2 separate regions of the Oryctolagus cuniculus genome follow, and region 2 is linked to region 1. The links are chromatin contacts, called in public Hi-C maps. All regions are on one chromosome and are shown on one strand. The core of a region is the stretch at or near the end of the contact, and the rest is flanking DNA. Distances in the headings are between cores, read along the strand shown.

Region 1 (3,023 bases), core at 254-2,753:
GCAGGCAGCCAGCATCTGCAGCTGATGGAGATTCGGGAGACCACCCCTTGTGGCGTTTCTTGGGGGGCCCGGAGTTTGACAAGATACCTAGACAGCATTCAGGGCGCGGGTTATGAGACTGGCACCACGGAATAGCCCCCGAGAGAACACCCCCACCCCGCCGCCCTGATTTGGAGAACACGTGTGTGATATTTTATTTTTAAATCACGGCTCCGTGAGGGTTTGAGCCATCCGAGGAAAGACCCAGGCATAAGGAACGCGCTGTCCATTCTGTAAATGTCACATCCCACAGGGGTGCACGTGGTAACCTTGGGTTCTTCTATCTCTAAAATGGGATCATCAGACCTACTCTGAAAGTGGATCCATCAGGACCACAGAGAGCACCTTGTGCGACACGCAAGAATGGTGGCTCCGTGGCCACCATCTGTACATTTCCCATGTATCTCCCAAGACTCGGGAGGGAGAGAAAACGTGTTTTGGGAGAGGAGCTGCAGCCACATTCCAGTCACCAGCCCAGCGTCACCACGTGGGGGCAGCACCGACCCATCTGTGCGGCCCTGCCCACCCCAGCTAACTTCAGACTGGAAAGCCCACTGGGTGCAGAAGCCAGCAGCCGTGCTGCTCGTGAGCCCTCCAGCCCACCCCAGCCAACAACGCGCTCCAGGCTGGAGTCCCAGTGAGGCGCAGTACCCAGAAGTTACCGCGGCTTCTCTGCCGATGTGACAGAAAGCTCCCCCACACATGCAGCTCCGTGTCCCCACCGAGTGCCACCTGCAGCAGACTCGACCCCCTCCCAGCCTGCAGGTGGGGGCCCGGCATCTGCTGCCCGGAGCTCCCTGGCCCACCCACGCGGGGCAGAGCCCAGCCTAGGAGAGCAGCGCCTCCCCAGGTATGATGGAGGAGGGGCCGCACAGACGGGCGTGCGCTCACTAGAGCAGTCCATCCGGGGCCCGGGAATCAGCTCACCACCCTCACGAGCTGCCCAGCTCATCCTGCCGCACGCCGCCCACTCCTGAAAGTAGCCCCGAAGCATTTCTTCCCCTGCTTTAGGAAGTGGACACAAAGGTCCAACGGGCGGGCATTTAGCCTAGCAGTGAGGCACCTGCGCCCCACCAGAGCGTCTGGGTTCAGGCCCCAGCTCCAGCCCCTGCTCCAGCTTCCTGCTAAGGCAATGGTGATGGTTCAAGTGACCCGGCCCCTGCCTCCCACAGGGGAGACCCGGGTTGAGTTCCCGGCTCCCAGCTGCCACCGTTGGCCATTGCAGACATCTGGAGATGAAGCAATGGATAGGAGCTCTGTTCGCCTGCCTCTCAAAGAAATAAAGTCGTTATGTTTTTAACATGAAAAAATGTAAAGCACAAAGAGGGTACAAAGAACTCAAACTCGTGGGCTCCTTCCTCCCTGCCTGCAACCTTGGCGGTGGCCGCTGTCGCCGCCCTGTGACACCAAGCCCCTGGCTCTCCCAGCGTCCCTCCCAGTGCACGGAGCTGCTCCCCGACAGACGCAGCAGCCTGCCAGCTCCTCCTCCCTCGGGGACTCTGAGCCCGGGAGCTCTCCCCGCACGATGGCCCCAGGAGCCGTCCCGGCAGTGCCAAGGTCTCGTGACCTTCGGGGACCTGGTTCTCCATGACGCAGCCCAGTCGGTGCACTAACTGCCAGCAGGACCCCCTGTGTGGGCCAACAACTCCATCTGTGATCCGCAGGTTTCCTGCCCCGCTCAGCGGGTGGCTCCTTCCCCACCCTGCCCTGACAGTCACACTTGCCTGGGCTGAGACGGTGCTCGGGAATTGGGAATTAGCCTGTGTGGGACAGGGGCCCGAGCGCCCGCGGCAGCCTGGGAAGCCGCCCAGTATTTTACATTGCAAAGTCCGGCCAGACTCCTAACTTTAAGGTGGTCCCAGCCTCCCCGCTAAGGCAGGCACCCAGGGGAATCCTCTCTGCCCAGCTGCCAAGCGGGCGCTCAGCCCGGGAACACCAGGCTCATAAAACCTGGGGTGGAATGTCACCTGCTTCACACCCAGCAAACCCCGTGTGCGTCTAGTAGGAGAGGGAGGGGGAGGAGAAACAGCAGGAAGACCGGCACCTGTTCCCTTACAAGCCTGGGTCTGAATACAGACCAAGCTCTCGGCCTGCCAGGTGCATTCGCTCCAATACGCTATGTCCCCTAGCTCTCCCCAGCCTGGGTGCCCGGCTCTCTCGCTCAGATCCCGTCCGGAGAGGCGCCCATCCATTCTGACGGCCGCATGGTCCCATCACACCTTGCCACCACCCGTGTCTCAGGTCTGGACCCCTTCCACCACCTCCGCTGACAGCACCGGGACCCCAGGGGCCCGAGAAGGAAGCCTGGCTACAGAGGGTGGCCCCCATGCTGAGCTCAGGCAGGCGGATGCACAGGGGACAGTGGTGGGAACGCTCCAGCTTGAGAGACGGGGAGCAGATCCCCAGGTGCCACTGCCCCTGTCTTCCTCAAGCCCCTCCTCCCACAGGAAGGCCGCCCCACCCCTTCACGCACCTCCCCCTCACCCATTCCCTCACTTCCTCAGCCTTCTGCACTCACTTCCTCCCGCGCCATCTCTTCCGGTCTCCAACTCCAATATCACCTCCTCCAGGAAGCCTCACTGAGGATGCTGCCGCAGACGGCCACGGCTGGTACCACTCAGTGAGAGGTCCACGGGCTCCGACCCAGGGGCACCACCTCATTCATCCTCTTACCACCCTCGGGGCAGAACCCCGCCTCCAGGTAGGGAGACCTGCCCAAGGTGTCCCGGCTGACGAGGGGCAGGCTGGGGTCTTGAATCCACTCATCTGACTGTGAGGCCCAGGCCCGTCCCCGGCAGCATGCTGTCCCCTTCTCCAACACACAAGGTCTCCCGTGGTCACCACCAGCCTCCCCTGCTCCTTGGCACACACAACGTCTGCCCTGTGTGGCTCCCTGGGCACCAGGGACCAGGCGCAGAGCCGCCGTCTGAGCAGGCACCTGCTGACCTGGCCCGACCCCCACTGTAGAAACAGCAGCCTCCAGG
Region 2 (3,023 bases), core at 148-2,647, 110 kb after region 1:
GCGCCCCGAGCAAGGTAAACGCACGCCCTTTGTGGCTGGGAAGATGGAGCCCAGCGGTTTCAGTGTGTGTGACTTTGAGTGCGCTCTGTGACCTTCAGGTACCTGTCCTCTTCCTGTCCGCAAAAACCTGAGTTAAAAAGTAAGCCCCGGCTGGCGCCACGACTCACTAGGCTAATCCTCCGCCTTGCGGCGCCGGCACACCGGGTTCTAGTCCCGGTCCGGGCGCCGGATTCTGTCCCGGTTGCCCCTCTTCCAGGCCAGCTCTCTGCTGTGGCCCGGGAGTGCAGTGGAGGATGGCCCAAGTACTTAGGCCCTGCACCCCATGGGAGACCAGGAGAAGTACCTGGCTCCTGCCATCGGATCAGCGCGGTGTGCCGGCCTCAGTGGCCATTGGAGGGTGAACCAACGGCAAAGGAAGACCTTTCTCTCTGTCTCTCGTCTCTCTCTCTCACTGTCCATTCTGCCTGTCAAAAAAAAAAAGGAAGCCCCTTCTCCTCTCAGACCCTCACTGAGGCGACTGCTCTCCTGTGTGCCTTTTCAGAAGAAAATCCGCCCCAGCAAGGGGAAGCGTTGCCTGAGACGAACAACTGAGGGTGTTTGAGTTCACGGACTGCGCCGTCGCGAACGTCCCGGATGGTTAACTGCGTCACGTCCGAGCAATAAATCCTCCCCGACGTGCGCTCAGCACAGCATCGGCCGCGCTGCGCAGGCCACTGCCCAGATTGCTGGGTGATCTCGGTTCCTGCATCCGGCGACTCAGTGACGTGGGCAGCTCGCCTCCCGAGACTCGGGACACACGGGCAGCGGAGCTCCGGGACACGGCCCTCCCCGCGAGGGAGGAAGAGGTTGCCTTATACCGCTTCGTGCGTGCGCTCGCGAATCTGACTGGTCTCTGCAGATCTGTATAACGGCGAAGTCTCACGAGCTCTGTCCAGGTGACGCATCGCACCCTGTACAGCCCAGATAACGCGCACGCGGGCAGTGGCGGACAGGCGCCCTCGTAGCTCGGGGCTCTAACTTGCTAGGCCCCTCTGGGTGCGGGTTACAGGAGAGCTTTCCCCGGCTTCTGCGTGTGGAAGGGCCGTGGCTGTGCTCCACGGTTGAGTCCTCGGGTTTAATTAAAGTGTTTTAATATGGAGCCCAGGGTTCACGCTGGATACAGACAGCGGCTGACCTCAGCTGCTGCAGAGTGCCCGTGTCCCAGCGGCTCGTGGTGCAGGTTGGAAGCCGAGCTGTTCTGCAGACCGGCTCTGTGCACTGTTCTGTACTCCGTGCGCAGTGATGCCCCGCCCCCTCAGCCCTGGCCCCGCCCATCCAGCACCTGGCTCTTCTACCTCATGGGGCGAGTCACTCACCCCCGTGCCTCAGCTTGCTCAGTCGTTGGCCACTCTACTGTGAGCCCCCGAGGGCCTTTGTCACCGTCATCGTCCGTCCCAGCGCTGGGCAGCGCCCCGACCTGTAGAGTGCCCCCTGCGTGTCTGAGCTGGCAGAGTGAGGGTTGGTGACGCCTGCCTGCGGCAGGTGTGTGTGCTGGGCTTTGCTGGCGCAGGGGTCAGCACCGCAGCATCCACGCACACCCTTTCACAAGAAGTTGTTAAAACAAGCCAAAGAAAAGCACAGGGCACTGTCCGTCGTCATTGGGCTAGCTGGGGATTTTTTTTTCTTTTTGATAGTATAGGAACAATGGGTATAGGGTGAACGAGTTTTAGGCTTAATGAAAATGAGGATTTGGGCAAGGAGTTTGTGTGTCAGTCGGTGCCCACCCCATGTATTGGGTTGGACAGATGTCAAGTTCAGGTTCTGTGTGAGAGTTTACACTGGGGTCACGTCGAGAGAATGCAGAAGGGAAGAGAACCAGGAATACACGGACATTTAAGAACAGAAGAAGGAATAAGGAGAGGAAAACCGGGGAAGGGGGTGTCCAGACAGCAGGGGGGCACTGCCGAGGCCGGGAGTCCTGCTTCTGGTGGTCCCGGGGTCGCGCGGGAACGTGCGGGCAGCAGTCCCCTGCGTGTTTGTGTCTTCTGTAAATGAACATCTTGCCACCCCGTCTGCTGGTGTTCTGCCTCTTCTTTTCACTCCCGCCCATCCCAAGCCCCTCCCGCCTTGCTTTCAGAGGCCCCGTGTTTCCCGGGTCTCCTCTCCGCTGAGGGCCACACCTCTTCGTTTTGTTTTTTAGCAAGAGTTCCAGAGAGGGAGAGACAGAGATCGTTTGCCTGCTGGTTCACCCTCCGCCTGGCTAGTCCAGGCCAAAGCCAGGAGCTTCGTCTGTGTCTCCCACGTGTGCGCAGGGCCCCAGACATCGGGGCCGTCTTCCGCTGCTCTTCCCAGGCCATTAGCAGGGAGCTGGATCGGAGCAGAGCAGCTGGGACATGGATGGCGACGCACACCTGACACACCGGACACTGCAGGCCTGCCCCAGGCTCACTGGCTGATCTTGTCACACCTCGCTGGCCCCTGCCACACCCCGTCTAGTGCTGGAAACCGTCTCTGCGCCCTTGCTCTTCTCCGACCCCAGCCTCCCCTGCCTCAGATCCGCATCCCGGCCGCACCCTGCCCTCCGTGTCCTCCTGTCCTGCACGCGGCCTGTGCACGGCTCTCGGGAGTAGACGTGTATCTGCAGGGGCTGCTGGGCCTTCCTGGTGGGCAGCCTGTGCCCAGGGCAGGGGCTGTGGGTTTCCCACGTTGATGCAGGTTCACTAACCAGGTTTTGATGGTTGGTTTACTTAATTTTTTGAAAAATATTTATTTATTTATTTATTTATTTGAACAAGCAGAGGCAGAGAGAGGTCTTCCATCTGCTGGTTCACTCCCCAGTTGGCCACAATGGCCAGAGCTGTGCCAATCTGGAGCCAGGAGCCTCCTCTGGGTCTCCCACATGGGTGCAGGGGCCCAAGCTCTTGGGCCATCTACTGCTTTCCCAGGCCATAGCAGAGCTGGATTGGAAGAGGAGCAGCCAGGGCTCGAACTAGCTAGCGCCCATATGGGATGCCGGCGCTTCAGGCCAGGTCGTTAACCCGCTG

What was found. A called contact is a pair of places that touch in the nucleus more often than the background predicts.
Region 2: a contact with region 1 is called in a Hi-C map of psoas muscle, with 13 times the contacts expected there. The contact joins two enhancer-like sites. A contact is called at or near these places in 3 of 6 Hi-C or Micro-C datasets (ear pinna, psoas muscle and an unstated tissue).

The regions. Positions count from the first base shown.
Region 1 is chr2:191,151,973-191,154,995 of mOryCun1.1, forward strand. GREB1 (growth regulating estrogen receptor binding 1) reads right to left here. Exons shown (of 33, transcript XM_070069452.1): 8 at 1-87. Among named protein-coding and RNA genes, the nearest start is that of NTSR2, 58 kb to the left of the region's middle. Within about 2 kb of position 1,504, at least 1 of the 8 cell types and tissues checked has an H3K27ac peak or open chromatin away from gene starts, as enhancers often do.
Region 2 is chr2:191,258,089-191,261,111 of mOryCun1.1, forward strand. E2F6 (E2F transcription factor 6) reads left to right here. Exons shown (of 7, transcript XM_002722396.5): 6 at 1-14; 7 at 542-2,052. The coding sequence ends at 591. Among named protein-coding and RNA genes, the nearest start is that of E2F6, 12 kb to the left of the region's middle. Within about 2 kb of position 1,398, at least 1 of the 8 cell types and tissues checked has an H3K27ac peak or open chromatin away from gene starts, as enhancers often do.